Linked DNA regions of Mus musculus: all the other regions are linked to region 2. Evidence: chromatin contacts called from public HiChIP or PLAC-seq and Micro-C data. All regions are on one chromosome and are shown on one strand. The core of a region is the stretch at or near the end of the contact, and the rest is flanking DNA. Distances in the headings are between cores, read along the strand shown.

Region 1 (2,700 bases), core at 32-2,531, 330 kb before region 2:
AGCGGGTTGTTCTAACCTTCTAGTTTGACTGGAGGGAGGCAGGCTTCCCAAATCAGCAGCCGGATGAGTGGGACTCAGGTGTCAGGGCTAGAGCATCACCTCTGTGGGTGCAGCCATGGGGATGCCAGAATTGCCCAATCTGCGAGACGGAGTGAGATTGGATTTTTATTCCAGCCACCCCTCTCTAATCTCCAGAGTCTGACTCTAAGAGCTCATGATCAAGGCCCCTCTGACAAGCACATAACCTGAGGTGCACGCTAACGTGCAGGCCTGGTGACCCCAGACTGTGGTCTCCTGAAAGGCCAGATGCTCGCTCCTATATCCATGTTCCAGCCAGGTCTGTCACTCTCTTCCAAAGTTAACAAACAGCCCTGCCCCAGGCGTTTAAATCATAGATCACACAATGACTGCACCCTTCCTGCCCCAGCTGATGTGCATAAAGCAGACTATGACCTGTTAGCCTCGCTGCAAGGGAGAGTCCAGCCACCTGGCTGGAGTGGGGACGGTGTTTGGGTTCAGACAGCTCTTTACAGATGGGCCAAGTATTTGACAGAATGATAGTGGTGGGCAGAGCCAGGTTGGCTGGTAGTGGACTGCCTTTGTGGCTTTCAGAGCTGCTGCAGATCCAACAGGAAGAAGGCTGGGAGGAGGGGCGAGGAGGGGGAGGGGAAAGCTTAAGGAGGGTGGGGAAAGGCTGGGAGGAAGGACAACAAAGCTGGGAGATGAAGGATGGGGAGAGGGGTGAGCTGCACCTGGCCTTGAGGCCAGGCTGGCTTGTGTGGGGCATCCTGCTCTGTGGGGGCGGGGTGGCAGGGCCACCGTGGGAGAGGAAGGCCCCACAATGTTTCAGGGCAGCCGGGAGCTTCAGGGTTGAGAGTTCTCCGGGAGGACCTTGCTGTACTCCTAGTTCCGGAAGGCAGGGGTGGAGGTTGTGGGAGACAGCAGGCTGGGGAAAGACTGCTTGCCTTGGGTTGTGGGTCAGCCTCTGGGCACTGGCTCAGAGGATGCTACAGCCACTGAGACCTCTCCCAGGCCTCCGGAGGTTCACCCAGCCTAGGGTCCTGTGGCCTGCTAATGCCAGCCAGCGTAGGCACCAGTAGGCTTTGCATGGGATTTTCTTCCCTAGTCCCTTCCAGCTGCCCTCATCGACCTCCCCTGCCTTTGCAGCTGATTCGAAGAGCACCCACTGAAGCATGGTCAGTGCCTCTTCTCTGGCTCAGCCTCTGCCTCCTTGGGACACTGGGACACTACTGTGCAGCTGCTGGGATGGCTCAGGCCACCCACTAGACATTTGCTATGCTAGACGGACCGAGCAAATCAAACTGCAGCTGAACCCTGGACCTCCCCCCTCCCCACAGGGAACAAATAAGGGCAACGTCAGCGTTAGCTGGCTCACACTGTACAGGTCTTTTCCCTCCTCACTGCTGGCTACCTTCTTCTCTTCCTGTTCCAGTGGATGGAAGCCATTCATCAGACCTAGATTATTGGTTGTGTGCAGTCTTGAAATTTCCATTTCCCTCAACAGTTTCCCACATCCTGTAGGCGGGCCTGCTTACAACCAGAAGCAGTGAAGAGAACCGGAGAGAGGAATGGGAACGCGGAGCAGAGACAAAGAGGGCAGCTCTACCTCTCAGAAGAATGCCCCCTCTGATATGAAAAAAAAAAGTGACAAGCGACCCTCCAGACAGCTCCCTCCCCCTCAGAAAGTGTTAATCCATCTCATAGGGAGAGTTGGGCTTCCCCACAGGCCATTTCCCTGGGCCTCCCCGGCTGGGGATCAGGCCTGTTGTTAATAAGTAATGACAGCCTGGCTCCTCCACGGAGTCCCCTGGGCTTTTGTGTCAGAACCATCTTCCTTCACTGCCGCTTGAGCTGACAGGGCTCCAGCTCCGGCAGGCTGCTGTGAACGCAGGCCAGCCTCCACCAGAATGTCCCACGTCATCGCCTCTGGCCCCATGGGTAGTCATCAGTCCCTCCTCCCATCTCAGGTGAAGATGACATCAGCCCCCGAGGGAACCTGGTAGCCTCTAACAGTAAGCGAGGGGCCTTGCCCTGGTGATCGGGTGGAACCATCAAGGCCTAAGACTGTGGTGAGGCTCTGGCTCATCGCTCTGCTTTGTGAGGGAGTCAGCTCAGAAGGGTTGTTGCTGTTGGCGAAGCTTTTAAGATACCCCAGAAATCAGGAAAATCAGGTAGAAAGTTCTGTTCCTAGTCTGACTTAGGTAACAACAGCACATTGAGTCCGGTATATTTACCAAGAAAGGGTTCACAAATGAAAGAAAATGCCTTTGCTGGTTCCTGTTTTCAAATACAGTGGTGTCCAGGGTCCCTGGCCTTGGCATATTTAGGTGGTATTGGGGATGGGGAGGGACCAGGAGCCTGGAAATCCTGTAAAAGCCATGGTTACGGGCGTGGCTCTGTTCCAGATTTGCTAGCATTTGCAAGGTCCAAGAAGCAAGAGCCAACCAGGCAAGAGGGTTAATGAGTGAGATCTGGAGTCCAAAGCATCATGAACCATTTGTAGAAAATACAAGCCATAGTTAGTTAGCCCAAGCCCTCCTTTAGCTTTTCCCCTCACTATGTGAGGCTGGCGCTGACAGTGTGTTCTTTGCAGCATCACTATCATCCATCACCCCAGTCAGAGAATAGTTAGGGGCTAAGAATGGACCTCAGCAGTGGATTATTTGCCTAGCATCTCAA
Region 2 (2,986 bases), core at 481-2,980:
TTACGCATGTCGGGAGAGTCTAGGAGAGAGAGTGGGGGTCTCCCCGTCCTCGAGGCCACCCACCTCGGTCCGGGACCGGGTGTGGGCCGCAGGCCCAGAGAGGAGGGGAACTAAGAGGTCTCTCCTACTTCCTCTCATTTCTCTTTCCCTTACAGCCTGCCCACCTTCCGCTTCCCCATCGGAACACGAAGGGCCTAGGTCACTTGGCCGGTGATTTCCTCGGTGCCCAGCCCAGTCCGCGGGGTGCAGTCTCCCTCTCCCTGCCGCTCACGACCCTCTCAGGGCTCCCAGCCGCGGAGGCGCTGGGGTGAAGCCCCCTCCTTGCTTCGTTTTCTAAAGTGCCTGCAAATACAAAAGCGGTTCCGTAATGCCTTCCGTCTGCGAGAGCCGGAGGACCTTGGCTGACCTTTCGGAAACTGATTGCAACTGCCTGTTAACAGCCCGTACTGACCGCACTGAGCGGAGCGGAGGACAATCATTTAAGTGACAGACGGCGAGGTGGCCCCGGCTCAGTTGAGCGGCCTGGTTAAGCCCTCCCCTCCCCCCTCCCCAGCTACTCCCCCAGCTCCGGGTGCACTGCGGGCCGTGGCCAGCTCTCTGGAGAGCGGGGAGGGCGCACCGTGAGCGCCTGTGAGTGTGAGTGCGTGTCTGCGATTATGGGCCGAAGGGTTAACCCTTTGCAGAACGCCGCCGGGGTCCTTTGAAGCCGAGCGCTGCCGGCTTAATCTGCCATTTGCAGAAGAGGAATAAAGAGGCTGCCTTGTCCTACTACCCCTAATGGGTAAACTGTACTCTCTTAGCGTGACCCGGTCACTGTCCCTGCTGCTGCCGAGGAAAGATCTCGACCCTTGGATCTTCTGCCATGGCGCTATGTAACCTCCCTGCGCTTTCCTCTTTTTCCTCACAGAAACAAGGAACAGCGCGGGGACAGCGCAAAGCGTCCAAAGGCTTTAAGGTTCGCGATGCAGTGGACGTGGGTGTTCCTGGTGTTTTCTGTTTTGGAAACTGGAAAAAGGGGAGGTGGGCTCACAGCAGGAAGGGCAGGTGGGGGAGGGGGAGGCTGGTGACAGGGCACCTCGGGCTTCTCTCTCTCTCTCTCTCTCTCTCTCTCTCTCTCTCTCTCTCTCTCTCTCTCTCTCTCTCTCTCTCTCTCTCTCTCTCTCTCTCTCTCTCTCTCTCTCTCTCTCTCTCTCTCTCTCTCTCTCTCTCTGGAGAGATCGCCAGCTGCTCTCCAACAGGCAGCGCCCTGAAATCTATTTAAAGAGAGGGAAAGGGGAGGAGAACAAAGGGGGAGGAGGGGGGCGGCGAGAGAGCAGGGAGGATCCGCCGCTCCGCGGGCACATCAAGCGCTCACATCTGTACACTCCGCGATCGATGGGGAGAATGGATAATATTTGTCAGCTGCAGACCTTTCTCTTCCCGGTTCCCAGGAAGGGGAGGGGGCAAGGGAGGGGGAGGGGCAGGCAGACCAGGCGAGAGAGGCCGCGTCAAGGACAGCGCGCCTCCCGCTGCAGCCGCACGGAAACCCAGTGCCCAGAAAGCCGGCAGATTTTTTTCTCTTATTATCATTATTAATTATTTTTTATTATTCCACAGCAGCCAGCGAGCGCTCAGCCGCGCCCCTCCCCCGCTCGCCTGCCGCCTCCCTTTGTTGATTTTCAGCTGCAAGCGTGGCGGGCCCGAGCCACCGCCGCCGCGGAGCACGATTTGCTCTTGCGCCCTGGGTCGCAGCTGCGGCCCAGGAAGTCAGGGCTCCGCCCCCGCCCCCGCCCCCCGAGGCGCGGCAGATCCTGTCCACCAAGCGCGCGCGCGCGCGCGCGCACACACACACACACACACACACACACACACACACACACACACACACACACACACACACACACACACTCATCGGTGGCCAGCCACCAGGCTATCCTAGCAGTACTTTGCTGCGGCTTTGCGTCCCCCAAAGCCCAGGCGCTGGCTGCCTCGACCAGGAGCCAGCCGTGGGCCGCACACCGGCCTTCACCACCCCCTTCCCCGGCCGCGGCACTCTGATGCCGCCACCCTCACACATGGTCTTCATTTAGCACACTAGCGGCTCGCTTCCTCTCTGCTCTTCTCCTCGGGGCTTTTCAGAGCGAGGAGGGAGGTTTAGAGGAAGTTAGAAACCTTGTGAGCCCACGGGGAAGGGGGAAACCCTCGTTAGCAGTCTGAGCTTCCGAGACGGAGGGGAGCGTCCTACGGGGGATAGGACAGAGCCTAGGTGCCCTCCCCTCCCTTGAATGTTAGGAAGGCTAAGTGAGAGGTGGCAGTCTCACCCATTCGTCCTTTTGCCTGTTAGACCTTATATCGCTAACCTAGTGGTGCCCTCAGCTAGTTGGAGACGGATTGGGTAGGGTGGAGTGGGAGTTGATGGGACAGGCAGTCAACGAATGAGACCTAAGATAGCTCAGACTGACCCAACCGTAATGGCTAGCTCACCAAACCTTTCCCATTCACCCCAGGTTGAAAACCTAAAACGGATGACCCACCAATTGGCCTGGGTCCACTGTGTTGCGGAAGATGGAGGAGGGGAGCTGCAGAGATTCGGGGTTTATTTGTATACCCTCATCCTCCTGCGATACCAAGCCAGCCAGAGGTGGCGTCCCTGACTGCTCTGCGGTCCTGGGCAGGGCAGGAAGCTGGCGCGGCCGCCGACTGGGCAGGCACCACTTGGCCTAGCCCGCTGTTCGCTGGAACTCGCGAAGCACCATCACTCTGAGTTGAGTTCCCGAGACTCCGGCCTGGTCACCCTGAGCTGTTTTCCTCCCACATCGTCAGTTGGCCTCTCTCGCAAGTCTCCTGATCTCCCGCCATCTGCTTTTCCCTTCCTTGACCGATCTCTGGAACTTCGAAATACATTCAACCGCCTTTTCTGAGATTCAAAGTTTTGTGTTTCCCCAGGGGTTAGCAGCCTAATGCTTCCCCCGTTTCCCGGAACAAAGCAAGTATTCAGCCGGGAGGG
Region 3 (2,947 bases), core at 29-2,528, 300 kb after region 2:
TATTAACTCCCGGACCCCACCCCCACCCCCGGAGCCCATCTCTTTCCTGTTGTGCCCTGTTGTGCCTGCAACACCCTCTTGAACCTTTTCCTCAGGTCAACACATGCACATGCAAACTCGTTCCTCCTCCCTGCTCAGGTCTCAGTGGACAGCGGATGTGACATTTTTGTGTCTGACTCTCTCAAGCCTCTCTCATCGCCTTTCGCTCCTTGCATTCTCTGAGGTAGTACATGTGAGGAAAGAGCTGTTTCAATTTGAGAAGTAGCTTGATCTCTCTCTCTCTCTCTCTCTCTCTCTCTCTCTCTCTCTCTCATCACACATGGTGTGGCACTCCCTCGGGGGCTACCCAGGGAAAAGGGAAGAAACAGTTGCAGACAAGATTTGTCCCTTTGCTCTCGATGAAGGCATGCAGGGTGAGTTTTGGAGTCATAGCCACTTAGGGGATTTTGTGTGTAGCCTGGATCTTCCAGGCGAAGGCAGAGCTGCAGCTGGCTGCTGGCATTGTCTGCAAAGCAGCCTTGAACCAGGAAGCAGGCTGGACTCATCAGGAGAAGGCATAGCCAGGATTTCCTGAAGGTTCTGGCCTCGAGCCTGTAACCCAGCACTGTCCAATAGAAATAGAACTTGAACAGCATTCAAAAGAAAACAGGCGAGGGTAATTTGAATAATATATTTTATTTATTACCATTTATCCAAAATATTACCATCTCAGTATGTAATGTAGGCAAAAAAGATATTAATGAGGTGTTCCACATTATTTTCTTGAAACTGAGCCTTAGAAATCCCCCTGCGTCTTTCACACTTAACAGCAAATCTCAATTTAGAACTGACCACATCTAAGCAAGCTCAATAGCCACATACAGCTGGTGGCAAGCATACAGTGATAGTCTAGCCTAACCAAGCCTGGAGGCCGCACTCCAGCCTGCTGCTTAATCAGTGGCATGCAAATGCCCGCTTCCAGTACACTTGAGGAGCTGGAGAGGGGCCCCGCGAAGAGCGCACAAAATCAGCCTCCCTGCGTTACTATTGCTAGCACTGTTCATCCTTAATGCGCTGGCAGAGCTGGAGTCCAGCCCTGTTGCCAGTGGCTTCCAGTTCACACACAGGGCTCTGCTGGGAAATTGTTGACCCACATTCTCTTTTCGGGGAGCTAAGTATATAGTCTCCAAGTGATCTGGCCCTGTCCCCCAGCTGGGGCCTCACCTCCTAGGTATGTGTTTCTCCCCCTTGCCTTAGGTCCCAGCACCCCTCTGGCCTGTCCCTTCTATATATAGCTCTCTGTGGTGACAGCTGGCCCTGGGATGACTCATCAGCCACCGTGGGTGTCTCCGGACGGAACCCTGAACATTTATTCATAGGGTGTTTTAGCAGCTTCTGGTCTCTTCCTATCAAGTCCTGTCTTGGGGAATTGTCCTTAAAAAAAAAAACAAAAACAAAAACGTGGAGATTGAGGATTTGATTAACAAGTAGGCCTCTAGCTGCAGCTCTCTGGGGGCTGTGCAGGCTTGACTTGGAGAAGTCTGTCAATGGTAAGGAATCAATCCCCTCTCGGATGTCTTGGATAGGAGCATTTCTCGCCTTTGTTCTGAATGCCTAACTAGCCCTGGACTGCCTTGGCAGTGGGGCCCAGGAGATTCCAGCTCCTTTCTGAAGTTTCTAGGGCTTCTCACAGGACTGCTGGTAAAGCCTATCTCTTGTTAGTGGGCCATCAAGGCAGTTGGCAATACTGGGCCAAGGAAGGCAGTTTGGCTCACCTGAGTGCCACCCTGGGCAAGTCCTTTCCCGTAGCTGAGCTTCTGATTTCTCTTTTGCATGACCACTGACCACTGTACCACTGTACCACTGTGAGGGGCCTCCTGTGACAACTGTCATTACTGTCCAGCCAGACCTATTACTTCTGTTTCCCCCAAAACAAACCAAAGTGAGGATTTGTAGGGGAATCCAGACACACTATAAGGGCAGAGCAGAAGTAGGGTGAGAAGGGGAGAGAGCCAACCAATTGTAAAGTTCTCTACAAAGTGCCTTACTCAATTTGGGCTACTACAGCCAAAAACCATAGGCATGGTAGCCGACAAGACATTGAAGTAGTCCTCACAGTTTTAGAGGTTGGGGGTCAGTTCTGGGGAGACTCCTTTCTAGGGTGTTCCTCCTTGCACCCTTGTATGTGTAAAGAGGGAGGAACTCTGAGGTCTCTTTGGCCAAGGTACTAGACACATTGGGCAGGGTTCTACCACCCTCACCAGAGTGCATCATCTCCCAAAGGTCTCATCACCTTAAGAGTTGAGATTTCCCTTCATGAATTTAGAGGACAGACCATTCCTTTTGTAACAAGAGACTCACCCTAGCTTCAGCCCATAGTGAGTTCTGGAGGGGGAAGTTACACGACTCATCTGTCTTAAATGTTGGAATGAATCAGGCCTTTCTGGCAATCAGGAACCCTACTGTTGAGTTACTTCCCATGTGTGTGTGGGGGGGTATGTGTGTTGTGGTGTGTGTGTATGTGTGTGTGTGTGTGTGTATGTGTATGGTGTGTGTGTGTGTTGTGTGTTGTGTGTTTGTGTGTGTGGTGTGTATGGTGTGGGTGTGTGTTGTGTGTTTGTGTGTGTGTGTGTGTATGGTGTGTGTGTGTGTTTGTGTGTGTGTGTGTGTGTGTGTGTGTGTGTGTGTGTGTATTTGAGATAAGGTCTCACTATGTAGCTTTGGCTGGCCTGGGACTCACTATGTGGACCAAGCTGACCTGGAATTTAGAGATCTATCTACCTCTGCCTCCAGAGTGCTGCTTTTAGAGGCCAGCACCACCACACCCACTGTGTGAGAGGGTTTTGTTCTCAGCTGTCCGGTAGCTTTCTTCCTTTCGCCCACCTCTTTGCCCCAACTTTGTAGGGTCTCATCTTCAGGTCATCCCACCACCAGGGCTTCTCAGACCTGTCTCTAGCTGCAAGCCTTG
Region 4 (2,700 bases), core at 201-2,700, 510 kb after region 2:
GTGTGTGTGTGTGTCTGACAGTGAGGGGCGTTGGATGTCTACTTGAGTTAGGACCTTTCTTTCCTACACTTAACCCTGGACAAGCTTTCTCACTTAGCGTGCTTTCTAACGGAGCACTGCAATGATAGTTATGACTTAGGACTCAGGAGGCATATGACCTTCAACTAGAACCTGCCTGGTCTCAGGTTCAGGGAAATGGGACTCAGCATCCCTGTCGAGTCCCAAGGTCCTTTGGCTGGAGTTGCTTCCAGGACGGCTTCCAGCTAAGCTTCCCAGAAGCCTGAGTGGAAAATCTCGTCCATTTCCATTATGCAAATACAAGAAGCGGAAGTTTATCAAACTGGGGCTTTGTACCTCGAAAGTGGGTGTGCCAGCATGGGGGGCTATAAAGGCTTTATTGCCACAAGTTTGGGGTGATTGCTTCCCTCGCAAATGCCGGGAGCAGGATTGAATTATGCAGGTCTTCCAAACAGGTGGCAATAAAAACTTTACAGTCTCCCACACCATCACATATTTTGTTTATGCCTCTTAGGTGTCTTATTTTGTTAGAGGCTTTTTCTTCCTTTTTTTTTTTAACTCTTCTGTTACTATGGAAACAGAAATAGGTGGAGGTGTTTCTGGCTACCTGTTTTGGTAGATGGAACGCAAGTGAACTATCACTGGGCACTCTGATAGATGGAATAACTGACGTCTGGGGAGGGTAGGAACTAATTAGTTCTGGAATATCATAGCTCTTGAATTCTTTCTTTGGGGAAGAGAGGGAGTGAAGGGGAACATGTCCATTTCACAGATGGTAAAACAGAGGGACAAAACAGGTCTTTTTTGCAGTCAGCAAGCCAGAAGAAAACAGCAAAAGGGCCAAGAAACTTAGTGTCTGGTTTTCTAGGGCTGCAAAGCCAAAATTAGTGATGCCCTTTTGGTAACCTGAGGTCAGACTGCAGTGACATCTGCTGGCAGAGACAGAAGTGGCCCTAGCAGGATTTTCCGTTGCTGGCAACTGCCAGGCCAGGAGCTTGTGGGTCTGTCTGGTTCCCAGTGTTGGCTCCTAGGTGACTTCCTTGGCTGGGAAAGAGAGTTGCACAGCCCTCCCCTTGTCCTGACTGAGTTAAGAGAAGCAGAGTGAGATGGTGAGTCATGGATGTTGTGAGGACTTGGGTCCAGATCCCAGATACCCTTCCCTATTCTAGAAGGTACAAGTCACTGGCCGGTGGGAGGAAATATCCAAGATAGGTTTGTTGGTTCTTGTTGCTAACCAGAGAGTTCTCTCGCTTGGGGGTCCTGGGTCTCTTTTTGGAGAGGTTCCAACTCTTATTTTTTACAGGAAAACTAGGATGAAGAAGGCAGTTAAAGGCAGTTCCAAGGAATTCGAATGATGCCCAGAGACATTGTCAGCAACTGCAGAGAAGAGGAGCCCCTGAAGGGAGAACATGTCCCTTGGGGACACTCATGTACACGATGGCATCCTCACTAGAATGAGGAAGTTGGTGGGGGAGCTCACTGATATTAAGGAAGATCTTAGTTCATAACCTCCCTGTAAACTTGACAAATACCCAGTCCTACCCTGAGTCTTGGCTTCCCCATTTAAGAGAGCCTGATTTTATTACTGTCCTAGCTCTGTGCCTTGGAGACATGTGATAATCATCTACATCTGTAGACTATGACACCCAACAAAGGGCTGTCAGACATTCCTGTTTACCTGGGATGTCCTATGTCAGTGACATCCTTGCCTGTTTTGGATAACTGGTTAGGCCTAGGAAGCTCTGTCTAACCATGTTAACCTATGGCAATGGTTCTCCAACACTGTGTAGACCTGGGCTGGTTCGGCAGCAGCTTGTTACCCTGTAAATGACAACCTAACACAGAAATCAAGAAAAGACATTTTAGAACTTCAATGTGTCAGAGCCATTCTATGTCCTATTGACTCCAAAGGCCATTAAAACTTAGGGTTTAAAAATATGGAATCCCCCGTCCTATAGTTGTTCATTTTTTGTTGTTTTTGTTGTTGTATTTCACAAGAGATTTGTCTGTGAAAGTTTCGGGGAGGGGAGTAACCTAACAAGAAATAACAGGTCCTTCACCACAAATCATTTGAGAAGCACTCTCTTGTGGGGTCCTTTGGCTAGCTTCCTATAGCTTCCTATAGTGAGCTGTCCCTGCCTCTGGGACATCACTTGGGCAGCTAGGCACAGCTAGCTATTTTCTCACCAAATGAAGTTGTGAATGACCGTCTCTGTCAGAAAGGCCTGTTCCATGCTGCTGGCCAGGCTGGCCATAGTTTAATGGGGGATATTCATCCAGCTGTTGGTGCTCTCTTAGCCTCACTGGGACACACCTGCCTCCCAAGGTGGCTCCTGAGACCTCTGTTCTCTCCATCTTCCCAGGCTTTGAAAGCTGGGTGAGAAATCCAAAAGGCCCCCTCCCAGCTCTCTTTTGGTTCTGCCCTAAGTGGACCTGAGTGAATGGAAGGAGCTATTGAACAAGCAAATGAGCTTTCATGATCTACTTCATTAGGCTGTGAATCCCTGGACCTACTATCCACACAGGCCCAACTTAGGCTTGTTTTTCATCTGTGTGCATCACTTCAGGGGTCTGCCCCTCCTTATGCTAGGCCCATTCCTATGGACCTACTTGTCCAGGTGCTGTGTCCTGTAGTACACTCTTTGGGCTGAGCCTGCAGAATTTGGTGGGGGTTGTTTATGA

What was found. HiChIP or PLAC-seq counts read pairs in DNA pulled down with a chosen protein or histone mark. Hi-C and Micro-C count contacts between places; a contact is called where the count stands out from the background.
Region 1: a contact with region 2 is called in an H3K27ac HiChIP or PLAC-seq map of differentiating embryonic stem cells, with 2.3 times the contacts expected there. The contact joins two enhancer-like sites. A contact is called at or near these places in 1 of 484 Hi-C or Micro-C datasets (embryonic stem cells) and 3 of 115 datasets of contacts at active chromatin or transcription factors (differentiating embryonic stem cells, forebrain and pancreatic cancer cells).
Region 3: a contact with region 2 is called in a Micro-C map of the HL-1 cell line, with 5 times the contacts expected there. The contact joins two enhancer-like sites. A contact is called at or near these places in 3 of 484 Hi-C or Micro-C datasets (B cells, the HL-1 cell line and myocytes) and 5 of 115 datasets of contacts at active chromatin or transcription factors (astrocytes, embryonic forebrain, memory CD8 T cells and 2 more).
Region 4: a contact with region 2 is called in a RAD21 HiChIP or PLAC-seq map of pro-B cells, with 7 times the contacts expected there. The contact joins two enhancer-like sites. A contact is called at or near these places in 2 of 15 datasets of contacts at CTCF or cohesin (large pre-B cells and pro-B cells), 26 of 484 Hi-C or Micro-C datasets (the AML12 cell line, B cells, the C10 cell line and 15 more), 22 of 115 datasets of contacts at active chromatin or transcription factors (the 230-238 cell line, the SCID.adh cell line, T-cell acute lymphoblastic leukemia and 15 more) and 1 of 9 other capture datasets (embryonic stem cells).

Annotation. Positions count from the first base shown.
Region 1 is chrX:12,465,707-12,468,406 of GRCm38.p6, reverse strand. No RefSeq gene overlaps it. Among named protein-coding and RNA genes, the nearest start is that of Gm14635, 110 kb to the right of the region's middle. Within about 2 kb of position 1,281, at least 52 of the 459 cell types and tissues checked have an H3K27ac peak or open chromatin away from gene starts, as enhancers often do. A contact at or near this core is called in differentiating embryonic stem cells, where this site is marked.
Region 2 is chrX:12,134,370-12,137,355 of GRCm38.p6, reverse strand. It overlaps a transcript of Bcor not described here. Among named protein-coding and RNA genes, the nearest start is that of Gm46687, 43 kb to the right of the region's middle. Within about 2 kb of position 1,730, at least 257 of the 459 cell types and tissues checked have an H3K27ac peak or open chromatin away from gene starts, as enhancers often do. A contact at or near this core is called in the HL-1 cell line, differentiating embryonic stem cells, myocytes and 2 more, where this site is marked.
Region 3 is chrX:11,838,087-11,841,033 of GRCm38.p6, reverse strand. No RefSeq gene overlaps it. Among named protein-coding and RNA genes, the nearest start is that of Gm26314, 11 kb to the left of the region's middle. Within about 2 kb of position 1,278, at least 59 of the 459 cell types and tissues checked have an H3K27ac peak or open chromatin away from gene starts, as enhancers often do. A contact at or near this core is called in the HL-1 cell line, myocytes and pancreatic cancer cells, where this site is marked.
Region 4 is chrX:11,628,366-11,631,065 of GRCm38.p6, reverse strand. No RefSeq gene overlaps it. Among named protein-coding and RNA genes, the nearest start is that of Gm34187, 96 kb to the right of the region's middle. Within about 2 kb of position 1,450, at least 6 of the 459 cell types and tissues checked have an H3K27ac peak or open chromatin away from gene starts, as enhancers often do. A contact at or near this core is called in pro-B cells, where this site is marked.